Linked DNA regions of Hordeum vulgare: regions 1 and 3 are each linked to region 2. Evidence: chromatin contacts called from public Hi-C and HiChIP or PLAC-seq data. All regions are on one chromosome and are shown on one strand. Each heading gives the region's core, a stretch centred on a gene start, on an enhancer-like site or on the middle of the called end of the contact. The rest is flanking DNA. Distances are from core to core; before and after follow the strand shown. Region 1 holds the start of LOC123448931 (lipid phosphate phosphatase gamma). Region 2 holds the start of LOC123448934 (protein disulfide isomerase-like 5-1). Region 3 holds the start of LOC123448933.

What was found. A called contact is a pair of places that touch in the nucleus more often than the background predicts. HiChIP or PLAC-seq counts read pairs in DNA pulled down with a chosen protein or histone mark.
Region 1: a Hi-C map of seedling shows a contact between it and region 2, with 6 times the contacts expected there. The contact joins the promoter of LOC123448931 here to the promoter of LOC123448934 in region 2. A contact is called at or near these places in 3 of 6 Hi-C or Micro-C datasets (leaf and seedling) and 1 of 1 datasets of contacts at active chromatin or transcription factors (embryo).
Region 3: an H3K4me3 HiChIP or PLAC-seq map of embryo shows a contact between it and region 2, with 8 times the contacts expected there. The contact joins the promoter of LOC123448933 here to the promoter of LOC123448934 in region 2. A contact is called at or near these places in 4 of 6 Hi-C or Micro-C datasets (leaf and seedling) and 1 of 1 datasets of contacts at active chromatin or transcription factors (embryo).

What each region holds. Positions count from the first base shown.
Region 1 is chr4H:454,316,591-454,321,285 of MorexV3_pseudomolecules_assembly, reverse strand. LOC123448931 (lipid phosphate phosphatase gamma) reads right to left here and starts at 2,412. Exons shown (of 3, transcript XM_045125977.1): 1 at 1,842-2,412; 2 at 699-909. The coding sequence starts at 2,318. The coding sequence ends at 703.
Region 2 is chr4H:454,637,905-454,642,519 of MorexV3_pseudomolecules_assembly, reverse strand. It overlaps LOC123448934 (protein disulfide isomerase-like 5-1), which reads right to left and starts at 2,232. Exons shown (of 4, transcript XM_045125980.1): 1 at 2,041-2,232; 2 at 1,597-1,655; 3 at 1,319-1,494; 4 at 1-287. The coding sequence starts at 2,175. The coding sequence ends at 202.
Region 3 is chr4H:454,370,053-454,374,605 of MorexV3_pseudomolecules_assembly, reverse strand. It overlaps LOC123448933, which reads left to right and starts at 2,099. Exons shown (of 6, transcript XM_045125979.1): 1 at 2,099-2,627; 2 at 3,698-3,889; 3 at 3,973-4,212. The coding sequence starts at 2,213.

The sequences.
Region 1 (4,695 bases), core at 1,163-3,662, 320 kb after region 2:
ATTTATTTGTTCAATGATTCTATCCCGCTCCAAATTACATTTTAGTTGTATAATCTGCTACATTTTGCATGTGTGGGTTTTATGTAACTCTGTATGACACACCTCAGAACCTTTGGTTCCTTTTCCCTCTACTGATATGAAAAGGCAGAACTACTGCCATTGCCCTTAAAAAAAGAGAGAGCTTGAGAGGCATTAGTATTGATATTCCTATGTTTTTCCAGCTGAAACTACTTCCCCAGCCATCCCAGCTATGTCCTGCTGGCTTGTCCGTACGGTGTCAGTACAGTATTGTACGGAATGCTTAGGCACGCCTAAGCAGCACATAAGCAAGCTAGGCGCAAGAGGTCACAAAACGCACAATTTACACCTAGCGCCCTTTTGAACTTTGCAGATAATGTGAGTAGGTCAGGTGATTTTATCTCCTGGAGAAAGAAGTTGATATGTGGGAATTATGAGGTATTGTCATATCACAAAGAACCTAAGACCCTTCCATAAAAATAATTAGGTCAAATGATATGCATCTACTTAATTACATATGCTATTTGTAAACTGCTAATCTGAAGCATGTTTTAATGGATGATGGCAGCTTATACTTCATGTAAGAGCAGAACGGAATACTTGTGATGTAGAGATATGGTTATTCATGTTGGAGCAAGATCTGCCAGATGATCAAAAAGTTAAGATATGCTGTGGCTTACATCCTCAATCAGTAGCAACTTTCTTCCTTGCTGCCCTTGCATTATCATACTCAAACTTGAGCACATCCTGAATATGTGAAGTATCCTTGATATAAAACCACCTCCCAATTGCGCTCTCCTCAATCATTGGGAAGTATTGAGCAAGAATGGTGTTGGCGAACCAGTACCAGATAGCACCAAATACAAGGCCGACTACTGCTCCTGCGAAAACCTAACGAACCCATCAAATTGAAATATCTGTCAGTTTTTTCAGTGGCAGTCATGACATTTCGGTTAAAATGAAAGCAATAAAACCAAACGATGTTCCAAACAAGCTGGTATGCAGGGAGACCACCAACTTTTCTAAAGGATGACGCCGTTAAGCCGAATCACACTGCTGATTCAGGAATAAGTATACTATGAAGAGAGAAGACCCAAGTTTCAAGTACATATCCAACGAAAATGTAATTGTCCTATGGTTAAATATGTAAACGGATAGGTCCAACAGATTAACCATATGAATTTCACCTATTGAGGCCATAAGAATAGCGCTTTAGCTGTAATTTTTGTGTTTTCAAAGAAATAGTCTTGAGTTTTATATCCAAATGCTTCAATTGATGGATTTCAACCAATTGAAATTCATATACAAACAGATATGCAAATTCCTATGGTTGAAATTCATATACAAACAGATATGCAAATTCCTATGGTTGAAATTCATATACAAACAGATATACAAACTCCTATGGTTGAAATTCATATACAAACAGATATGCAAATTCCTATGGTTGAAATTCATATACAAGCAGATAAGCAAATTCGGATGGTTGAAATTCAAATGTAGGACTTTCAACCAAGTGAAACTCATTTGTAAATAATCCCTATGATTTCAACCATACGAACTTCTCCTGTGAAGGCCCTTTGGATCAAAGGAGTGAAAGCGCCAAAATTCATACGGACTGCTTTCATAGAAAGGTTGGGTTGTTCTATTCTTTCAATTCCTGTAGGATGTCAACTAGTCTTTTCTATCCCAGTGTTCTACAAATCTCGCATTGCGAGGAGGTCTTAAACTATCTGATTGCAATGCCCAATCATTGGCTAGAAGTGCATCATCAAATTTCATCACGTCCCCGCGGATCGGATCCGAAATTCAGGGGCTCTAACCTGCGGGACGGTGTGGTATCCGAGGTACACCCTGGAGAGCATGGTGAGGAAGGCGAGCGGCCATGTGAAGGCGGCCATGACGCGGCTCGCCGGCGACCTCCGGAGCACGAAGAGCGAGAGGTAGGTGGCGAAGAAGAAGGTGTACTGCGCGTGGCTTGACGGCCACCCGTGGGAGTCGCAGGTCTCGAGCAGCTCGCACGAGGCCGGGCGGGACTGCGCGACGGAGTGCTTGATGAGCTCGTTGAGGACCTGCGAGACGAGGAGCCCCGCGGCGAAGCAGATGCCCTGCAGCTCGCGGCGGAACATGAAGTGGGAGACGAAGCCGCCGAGGCTGATGAAGACGGGGACGAGGGAGACCCACGCGAGGAAGAGGCCGACCCTGTCGCCCCGGTGGTAGCGGACGTGGGTGAGCGTGATGGCCTTGAGCGCCGGCGGCACCGACGCGGCCATCTCCTGGTACTCCCCCGGCCCGGACATGCTCCTCCGCCGCAGAGCTCGCTCTCCTTTTTCCTCTCTTCTTCAATTGGGGTATCGCGTAGGGGATCTGCGCGTACTTTCCGAGCGGGGCGGACCGACGTGCCAGAAGAAGTGGGGCGTGGACGGTGGACGCGTGGGGGTGGGGTACAACGACAAGCCTAGAGCTACGGATGAATCTCATGGTCCAGATTAAGGCCAACTCTAACCAATCCTCTACAACTTATAATGAAGTAAAAGGCCTTAGTAAAGTAATCCCTCCGTCCTAAAATAACTGTCTTAAGCTTAGTATAACTTTATACTAGAATTAGTATAAAGTTGAGATAGTTATTTTAAAACGAAGGGAATATATGTTTTTATTAATTTTTGACCGGATCTAGCCGATCTCCTAAATATAACGAAGTATTTTTTTTAAAAGACCGTGTTTCAATATAAATTGCAACTAGGTATTAGCATACATATAAAAGCTAAAGATAAATTTGAATGTTCAACCAAATTACAAATATAGTTTACAAACTGAATTCAAGGTTTACAAATCGAATTATTCAAATTTGAACTGCTTCAAGAATGATAGTTGGATAGTTGATGTGGCCTTTGTACTGACCCGTCTGCCGTGCAAAACAATTCTTCCATCTCCAATGCATATAGTCAAGTGATCCAAGCATCCCTCGCCATCCTCTTACTTTACTCTCAGTCATCATCCTATGGGTGTCTTCCTTGGTTGGTGCTTTCAAGTACTCCGGGCCAAAGACAACGATCACTACTTTGATGAACCTTCGTACAACCTCTAGGATTGTGTCTTCGCCAATGCGTATATAGTCATCAATTGCACTGGCAGAACACCCATATCCCAAGACTCGAACAACTGCAATGCATTTCATCAGAGGGCTTGCACTGATCTCTCCACATGTATTTCTTCGTAGTTTGAACCGGTCATATTATCTCTCAACAACTTTTGCAATGGTCAGAAAAAGACTTGTGTGCATTCGAAAGCATCAGCAAAAGTACTTCTCCGGATAGGTTGGGTTTGGATCAAAGTACTCTTTCATGATCTTGGCATGACCCTCCACTCTACCATGGTTGATGTGTATGCGGCCAAATTGTGATCCTTTCCACGGCCGCCGAACATCATCATTGAAAATCACGCCTTCTCCCTCAACGGTGTGAAAGTCATTGTCGTCTTCTTCCTCCTCTTCGGATGAGGATGAGTCCTCCAATGCCATCTCCCTCAACCTCTTCATCTACCATCCAAATGGTTCGGTTAAATCCAAACGACTCGGTTCAAAGAGAAACAAACAAAAAAAACTCACCTAGGCAATTCTTCGAACACTTGGGGTGCGGTGGTGGTGCAAAAGCCGACCGACGTGGTTTAGACCGAACCGGCGAGTGGCGGGTGACCTGCAATGGTTCTCAAGCAAGGTGAGATGCGGAGACTGCTAGAAGAAGAAGAAACTTGACAGAAATCAAACGAATCAACAACGGAAACGGCGACGACATTTCACCTTGATTTTGGCGACGATCATGGGTGCCGAACAGGCTGGCCGACGGACAGAATGGCGACAGAGGGCAAGGGATGGAATGAGGTAGCGGCGGGGTCGGGGACCGGCGGGAGGTGCACTGGCAAAGTGCAGCGGCAGAGCGGACACGAGAGAGAGGCGCATCATTTTACTCGGCCACCAATCAGAGGAGTGAAAATAGGGAAACTTTTGGGGCCGGAGTAAAAGTATACTCCACTAACTTGGTTGAGGCGCTCTCGGTAGATCCAACTAAACATCTTAAGAGCAAATTCATGCGCAGACCCAAACGAACGCTCACTTTGTTCGCCTTTTGTCCGTTTGGGCCGTCTCGTACATTCCCTTCCGCATTTGGATCAACATTGCGTCCAACACGTATATCTAAATATCGTCCGTACATAATATTAGAAAGGCACGCGGCCGCTGATCATGCTAGCGGCCATGCCATCGCCCAGAGTTCACGCCGACGTCATGCCATGGCCGCTGGACGGTATACATGCCAGCCTCCAAAAAAAACCATCGATATTTGTTCGGTGAGAGAGGTGCATTATAGTAGGTTCAACCTGGCGAATTTCTATATCCCAGTGACATAAGGGGACAAGATGTGTCTTTGTGTTGGTGTTACTAAGGATAAAACAATGGGGTTCATTCATATTGCTTGAGTTTACTTTGTCTACATCATGACATTGTTCTCCATGCATTACTCTGTTTTACTTAATACTCTAGATGCGTGCTGGATAGCGGTCGATGAGTGGAATAATAGTAATAGGTGCAGACAGGAGTCAGTCTATTTGTTTATGGACGTGATGCATGTATACACATGATCATTGTTGTGAATATCGCATAACTATCCGCTTTTGTGTCAA
Region 2 (4,615 bases), core at 983-3,482:
AAAAAATAGTTGAAAAGGTTAAAAGTTACAAAAATATTTCCTTCTTGCATCTGAGATGGTACCATTCTAAGTTAGTGACAAGCGCCAGGAGGCGGCGGTACAAGCCAACTCGGTTGTAAAATTTAAACAGGTCGAGCAGCATCCAAAGTTGCCTGACCAGAATATCATCGTCTATCGGCGGCATGTGCCTGCTACGAACATCTATAGCTCATCTTCAAGTGTCGCCTCTCCTGCTTTCTCAGCTTCGTTCAACACAAAATTCTTGAGAGATTCCACATCCCTAGGCCCTGTAATGCCATTGAGTAGTTGGATTAGGCATTGAGCATTCACTAGCTGAATATTGACAAAACAAAGAACCATACATAATTTTCAAATAACAGCACAGCTGCAGTTAGAAAATGCAGTAAAAGAACGTATCGCCAAACTGTATATGATCATGCAAGGTCCAAAAGGAAGATATATGAAGTAATTTTGTCAATATCACTAATGCTATGTGAATCAGAAGTTAGAACATCACTAGCAGAGGAGAAGTAATTTTGATCTTTTGAGTGATGATGACAAATGACAGTGCAAGAAAACTACAACTGCACATTCAATCAACTTTTAGGAACATGATACATTACAGGATTATAACTGGTGGTTGAATGTGGAGACTCGCTATTGAATAGGATTTTAACAAACAAAGTACCACAACAAATCCAACAGGGTGAGCAACATGATAACATATACATCTAGTCTAATATTGAAAAAACCTGCATTCATGATCAATAAAACCAAAAAAAGAAGATATATGAACAAAGTTGTACACGAGTTTCCCTCCCTAATGTTGTTTATTTAGTTATGGAAATAGCGTCATCTCTGTTGTTAAGAATTACTATCTCTGTTTGTAAATAAAAGATGTTTTGGATATTTCAATATGGACTGCATACGGACTGAAATGAGTGAATGAACATACTAAAATGTGTCTATACACATCCGATTCAAGAAAAAGCTAAAACATCTTATATTAGTGAACGGAGGGAGTAGGTGATATATCAATAATATCTAGGTCATAGTTGACCAGGTTTCTAAAGAAAATCTCGCCTAAAATGCAATCATTGAGAACCTTTTGATGCAAGTTCATCGGTTTTAATCTTTTAAGAGTCATGTCCTACTCTGACAATACAAGTCAACAGCGTGGTTTTGGTTTCTAATCTATCACTTTTCAAGAGTATCGAACCCAATGCAATAGATTCCAACATGGTTTTCATGGTAGTACTCCTAGTATTTAGTTTATGTTGTCCTTTGTCAAACAAAAGTAAGATTTGAGAGAGATTACCTTTATATTTTGCAACTTCTTCGCCATCATAGAATACCTTGAATGTTGGGTATGAATGAATGTCCACCTTTGAGCAGACTGGTTTGCTTGCACCGCAATCAACTTTTCCGATTTCAATTTCATCTGTACCTTCGATGACCTTTCCGAGGTCCTCCCAAAGAGTTCCTAGGCTCTTGCTGTGTAGATGAAGAAGGCATCCTTGTTTAGCAGCAAGCGGTCAAAACTCGCATTGTAGTTGATATATATATCCATGTCACCCCATGACATGTAGAGCTTACCAGTGCTTACACCAAGGGACGCAGAATTGCACAAACCACACCGTGTCCTTCTCCTTTATCTAAACACAAGAGATAAACCCAAACTGGCTTAAGCAACGGCAGTGCACAACAAGCATTGCAGCGAAGCAACTTGAACCATACAGGAGTTAAGAAGGAGCGCCGCATCTAAACACCGAACCTTCCGTAAGTGGAACAATTAATACACGAAGAATACTGATCTATCGGTTTATTATTAAGAATCATGCTTGAACCAGTGACGAATCTGGGGAAACGGCTACATGTTAACTAAGCACGCCGCCTGCTACACTGCATCCCAGCGCCACCAAGTGACCAGTCGAAAATTAGCAGTTAACGTGTCCTCGGTATGCTTCACAGTACAGCTATCACACCTCGAAGGGGAGGTGGAAGGGGGGAGATGCACGACAAGGGGAAAGCAGTCAGTACCTTGTCGGAGAAGGTCTCTTCGGTGAGGGTGATGACCTCGGCGCCGGATCGCGCGGCGAGGGCCGCCAGTAACGTGACGGCCACCAGCAGGAGGTGGATAGGGAGGCGGGAGCGGCGCCGAAGAGCCGGATCCATGGCTCGAACGGAGGACGGCCACGGCGAAGACGGGGAGACGAGGAGAAGGCGGATACGCCAGTCGGGGTGGGTCGATGATGTATTTCTCTGGGCCGGTCCGGGCCGGGTCGGGCTAGGACAGATGGCGACGGTGGAATCTTGGCCTACAACTGGACATGGGCCACTATCGTCGCCTATTTTAAGCTGGACTGTCGTTTAGGAGACCGCGACGTCATATGCACCGGCTCATTAGAGAATTTCAGTGATTCTGGTTCAGGGAACCTTTTAGAGGTCGTAGCCGGGTTTTTTCGAGTTCGGGAAACTTCTACAAATTTCCTGAACCATTTTCTTTTCGTTTTCTTTTTCTTTATCTTTTTTTCCTTTTCAATTCTGTTTCTGAAAAGGTTATGATTTTCCGAAAAATGTTTGAAATTTTCAAAAATTGTTCTTAAAATTCGAAAAATGGTTTTGTTTTTCCAAAAAATATTCTTCAAATTCGAAAAATGATTTTTTAAAGTGTTCTGAATTTTCAAAAGATGTTCTGGATTTTCAAACAGTCTTATGTATTTTCAAGATCATTTTTCAAATATAGAAATGTTTTTTTGATTTTTAGAAATATGTTATAAATTTTAAATACTCTACATTTTCAAAAATATTCATAACTTCAAAAAATGTTCGGGAGTCTCAAAAAATGCTTAAGAGTTTTAAAAAATGTTCAGTATTTTATGGAAACGTTCAGTATTTTCATGAAAAGTTCAGAATATAAAATTAATTTTCATTTTTTAAAATAAATTCGTGTTTGAAAGTTATTCTTAATTTTCAAGAAAAAATCTTGCTTTTAAATAACGTTCAAATTTCAAAAATTTGTTGTTTTTCAAACTCTGTTCATAAATTAAAAAAAATCTGAAAATTCAAAAAATGTTCTTTGAATTAGAAATATGTTTTTTGCTTCAAATTTGAAAAGAAAAAAAAAGGAAAAAAGAAAGGAAATAACAGGAAAATGAAAAAAAAAATAGTTATCAAATTTTTTTGAGACCCCCTATGCGTGTGTGGAACTTCCTGCCGTAACGAGCAGCATGTAGGAGCTCCCGCAATTCCCGTGACCTCCTATATGCCACTCTCTGAGGCAAGGAGTCACCGTTTCGCACGACTAGACCGGCCCATGAAGACCACGATCGATATTTGACGTGTATTGTAGCTCAAAAAGTGTTGCAACCCCGGAGATTTGAACACATGATTGAATGCTTTTCAGGAAGTGTTACTACCACATGAGCTAGGACTCATATCAATTCAAAATGGAAGGATCAGTCTTAAACAATAAACACACCGTGCAGATCTGAGTTAGTTTAGGGAATACAAAAGCATTTTTTTTCCAAAAGATGGAATGCTCAGTGAAAGGCAAACACTTTTCTCGAATTGTGAACATTTTCTGAAAGTGTAACATTTTCAAAATTAAGAACATTTTTTTGTAAATCATGAACATTTTTTGGTAGGGGGAACATGCTCCCAAAATTCTAAAATAAAATTTGGAACCACGAACAAATTTTGAAACTTGTGAACAAAATTTGAAAACACAAACATTTGTTGAAACTCCTGATTTTTTTTAAACATGAACAATTTTTAAAACGCAGAACAAATTTTAAAGCGTGAACAAATTTTTAAACACGAACAATTTTTGAATCTTGAGAACAAATTTTGGAACGAGAATAATTTTCAAAAATCATGAACAAATTTGGAAGGACGAACATTTTTTGAATCCTAAGAACAGAATTTTGAAAAGGAAAACAATTTTGAAAACCCCAAACAAATTTTTTAAAGCACGAACCATTTTGAATGTTGAGAACAAATTTTGAAACCGAGAACAATTTTGAAAAATCCTGAACAAATTTGGAAGCGCGAACATTTTTTTAAAACATGAACATTTTTCTGAATCCTGAGAACAAAATTATGAAACAGAGAACTATTTTGAAAAACCCCAATGAAATTTGGAAATGCGATTTTTAAGGCACACACATTTTTTGAATCTTTAGAACAAATTTTGAAACTAAAAACAATTTTGGAAAAACTGTGATTTTTTTTGGAAAATTGTTAACAAATTTGGAAGCACGAACATTTTTTGAATCTTGGGAATGAAATTTTGAAATGGAGACCAATTTTGAAATACCCCGAACAAAATTGGTTGCGCGAACAATTTTAATTTTTTAAAAAACGGAGAACAAATTTGATAGTACGAACAAATTGTTAAAGCACGAACATTTTTTGAATCTTGGGGAGTGTTTTTGAAAAATCATAAATAAATTTGAAAGCGTGAACAATTTTTTATACATTTTCCAACACATAACAAGTTTTACATTCAAGAACAATTTCAAACATTTATCAAATTTGTAAACGATTTTTAAAAATTCTGAACAATTTTTGAAAAATTCAAAACATTTTTGGGAAATCTAGAACATTTTTGAAT
Region 3 (4,553 bases), core at 850-3,349, 270 kb after region 2:
TTCATTAGTCACCCAATTTGATCGGCTCAATGATATTTTATTCTCTCAAGAAGTTTCCCCATTCGATTCTTTAGTTCATTGCCCTCTTTAATTTTGGAGCTCTTTCGTTCAACTGAGTTATTCAATTTAGATTTGGTTTTATAATTTTGGCCAGGTCAACAATTTTTCAAATCAATCCTCAACGATCAGACTATAAAAACATATCAATCTAGCGCACGCCTCTCAACACCTAGAAAAAATAAACGTGAATATATGATACCATAGCATCAAATATAGTATATGCAATCACGATTCAGAAAAATTCCTACGTAAGTATGTGCTGGCCAGCAAATAACACAAAATCACATTGCAAAAGCCCCACCAAAACACCACATTATAAATAAAAAGTAAAGACACTCTTTCATCTACACCACTCGTCAAAACCAAATACTCCTCTCAGTTTTAAAATATAAGGTGTATTGGTTTCTTGAAACGTCAAATTTCTTTAACTTTGATCAAGTTCAGAGCCAAAAACATTGACATCACAATGCTAAATAAAAAAAAATATAGAAATTCATTTCATGATGCAGCAAATGATGTCGATTTGATATCATGATTATTGATATATTTCACTACAAATTTGGTCAAACCTAAAGAGATTTGATTTACAAAAAACTAGAACACTTCATATTTTAAAACCGAGTGGGCAGAGAAACCCCAAGAACACAACGACGCATCAAAGCGCGCCCAACCCTTCTAGTAATACATTGTGATCCCTAATTAGGGCCTCACGATTAATTAAGGTCTACATCAAGGAGTCTAATTCTTTTCATTCATCATGCTCCCTAATTTTGAAGTTCTCCCTTTCGATTGAGCTAATTTAAGATTTGTTTCATTGCTTTGACAGGGTCAACGATTTTTCAAATCAATCGACAACAATCATCCTATAAAAATAGATCAAGCCCCCGCATCCTCTCACCACCTAGGACAAAGAAAACGCCAATATGTGACACTACAACACTAATATAATGCATGCAACCATCGATGCAGAAATTTTCCATGTAAGTATAAGTTGATATGCAGATAATGCATAATCACACCGTAAAAAGCCCATGAAAACATCATATTATAAATAAAAGAAAACATGCTTCATCATTTCCCTCATTTGCCTAGTTGCAAGCCAAATAATTCCTCAGTTTCAAAATATAAGACATGTTAGATTTTGAGAAGTCAAATTTGTTTCACTTCGACAAAGTTTAGAGACAAAATCATCGACATCCACAATATTAAATAAAATAAGTTATGAAAATTCATTTCATGATGAACCTAATGGTACCGATTTAATATTATGGATATTTATATATTTCTATACAAATTTGGTCAAATTTAAAGATGTTTGGCTTTACAAAAACTGATACACCAGATTTTATACTCCCTCCATCCCAAAATTCTTGTCTTAGGTTTGTCTAAAAGTGGATGTATCTAAATACTATAACATGACTAGATACATTCATATTTAGACAAATCTAAGACAAGAATTTTGAGACGGAAGAAGTAAAACATACTCCCTCCGTCCCAAAATTCTTATCTTAGATTTGTCTAGATATGAATGTATCTAGTCATGTTTTAATATTTAGATACATTCATTTGTAAACAAACCTAAGATAAGAATTTTGGGACGGGGAGTATGAATAGAACAATTATGAAAAACCCAACAACACAAACGGTATGGCAAATCACACCAAATCATTTTAATTTTCATTATTTATGATGTTCTTTGCTCTGTCATGATGTTTGGTGAATAGTTTGAAAGTTTTTCCGAAGAAAAATATAATAACGGCCGAGCAGAATGAATCCCATCCCTATATATATCTAACGTACGTTAGCATGCATTTTTCCGGTGCAAACGACGGGGTACCCATAGGCCATTCCGCGCCAATCGAACCGCTCGCTAACACCATCCGCCGTCGGATCGTCGCACCCTACGGCGCAGATCCGCGTACGCCCGCGGAGAACGAAAGCAACCCCAGAACAACCAACCGGGCAAACCACCCAGGTGGGGCCCAACCCACCAGCCCTGCCGCTACAGTTCCCAGTTTCGCCTCCATTTCAATTTCAACCCCGTCTCCTCTCCATTCACTCGCCACTCCTCGCTGCGCTGCGCCGCGGAGAGTTCCTCCCTCTCTCAAGAGCCCACCAAACGCACGCGCGGGCGGAGGCGATCGGCGGCGCGATGGCGGCGGCGACGACGATGACGTGGCACGAGGAGCTGGCCACGCTCGTCGGCGACACGGGCGTGCGCCTCCCTGCCGCCGCGGCGCCGGCGCCCAATTCGGGGGCGGCGGCGGTCGGGGGCGGTTGGTACGGGGAGGAGGAGGAGGGGAAGGTGGAGGAGGGGTGGGCGCAGCAGGCCAGGGGGTTCGCCGAGTCCACGGCGGAGATGCTGCGGGAGCTGGGGCTCGGCGTGTGGGACGTCGCCGCGCAGAGCCTCGCCGGCGCCGAGGACAGCGAGCTCGCGCGGCGGCTGCGGCGGCCGGCGGCGGCCGCGGGCAAGCGCCTCAGCTTCATGAACGAGTACCTCCCCGAGGACCGCGACCCCGTCAGGTGCTGGGCCGTCGTTGCCGCCGTCGCATTCGTCGCGCTCCTCGGTAACCGCCGCTGATCTCTCACCCGCCGCTCTTCTCTACCTCGCGTGCACGTTGCTCTCTACCTCCGGCCGAGCGTGTAGCGCGTGTCGCGTGTCGTCGCGCATCGTGTGTGCGCGTTATGCGCAGTATTTGCTGGTTTGAGGGGATGGATCTAACTGACTAGTAACCCTGGGGGTTCAAACTAGAGTACTGTGCTGCTTTTTTAGGCCAGGGTTTGCTTCCGATTATAGAGTCAGTCTCGCTCGTTCTCTACCGGCTTTTCTTTTTCCGAATGTTGACGAGAAAAGGGTTCCAATGTGGGATCCATGCCTATTGCCTAGTGTGCTTGGGCAGACATTTGTTGACGGGGTAAAAAGCAAAGCAGTACACCATGGGTGGGTGCTGCAACACTTGTGTGCCAAACAGCCTAGTCCTGAGTATAGTGGGGCTCTGGGTTGATTCTGTGCCATTCTTCCTTCCCAATTTATACGGGACAATTGTTAATGCCCTCTTAAATGATTAATGAATGTGAGCTTCCGTTGTTTCTCTAAAAGTAAAATACAAAAATCACCAAGGTCTCTTTTAAAATTCTGTTAGATTTGCCAAGTCAACCTAATGGATTTTTTTTTTCTTTTGAGGGAAGGGTAGTCAATTGTTTTACCATTGTGTCAGCCGAGCTGCTTACTTTGGCTGTGTGGGCTCTGTTGCTAATTCTAATGGGTTATTGTAGTGTCAGGTCTTGGTGCGAACATAAAGCTTCTTGCTTGCTAAGAGGCAGGTGTTGTTCAGTGTCTAAACGTTAGGCATTTTATTCGATTTTCTAATCTCATGGTGATATCACCATTATTATCCTGTTAGGCAAGGAAAATAAAATGACAGTATAGAACATCTATCCACAGTGCCATTGCAAATGCTTATATCAAATTTACTCTGTTTGACATTGCACAATTATTACGCCATTGCACAAGTCACCAGAAGAAGTCTCTTGTATGTGTTAAGTGTTTCAGTCAACAACAAAATTTTATGTGCACGTAGAATAAACGCACTACTCCTAAGTTGGTTGCTTCATTAGTGACACTATTTCTGTGCAGTATTAGGTGTAGGAAGTGGCGATGATACCCCAGTGGAGCAACCGAAGAAACTTTACATAAGCCCCCCAAATGCTAAAAGATTTCAACTTCCTGATGGAAGGCATCTGGCTTACGAAGAAAAAGGAATTTCAGCTGGAAGGGCAAGATTTTCACTGGTTGCCCCCCATTCTTTTCTTTCATCAAGGCTAGCTGGTAAGAACAGCGGTTACGTTGCTTCTGGGCTATCGTATTGTGCCATGCTGCAGTTTTTATCCATTTTGCTCCTTTCTATGCAGGAATTCCTGGAATCAGCTCATCTCTTCTAGAGGAATTTGGGGCACGACTTGTGACCTATGATCTTCCTGGTTTTGGTGAAAGTGATCCTCATCCAGGCCGAAATCTGAATTCTTCTGCATTAGACATGCTTCATTTGGCCGATGCCCTTGGGATTGTGGACAAGTTCTGGGTTGTAGGCTATTCTGGAGGTGGCATGCATGCTTGGAGTGCTCTGCGCTACATTCCTGACCGGGTGGCAGGTAGCCTAGACCAGATGCTATTCTATGTTCTTTTGCAGTGTTCTATTCATGATCCTGTCCCATTCCATATATGTATCCTCCCCTTACTTTGATAAATAGGTTATGATGCTGATATCACCGTTAGTTGGTTTTATTTTTTGTGATTGTGCCTTCTGAGTGTATGGTATCCACATCATACTTTCTTATGCTTGACACTTATTGTTTGTCATAGTTTACATTCAGGTGAGTTTGTTACCGGCATGGCTTGAGAAAAAGCAGTACTTCAGACACTCTTAAAGCAAATTACCATCCTTTTGATTTGATAAGAATGTAATGGCTACCGAATCAGATGACAAAATCAT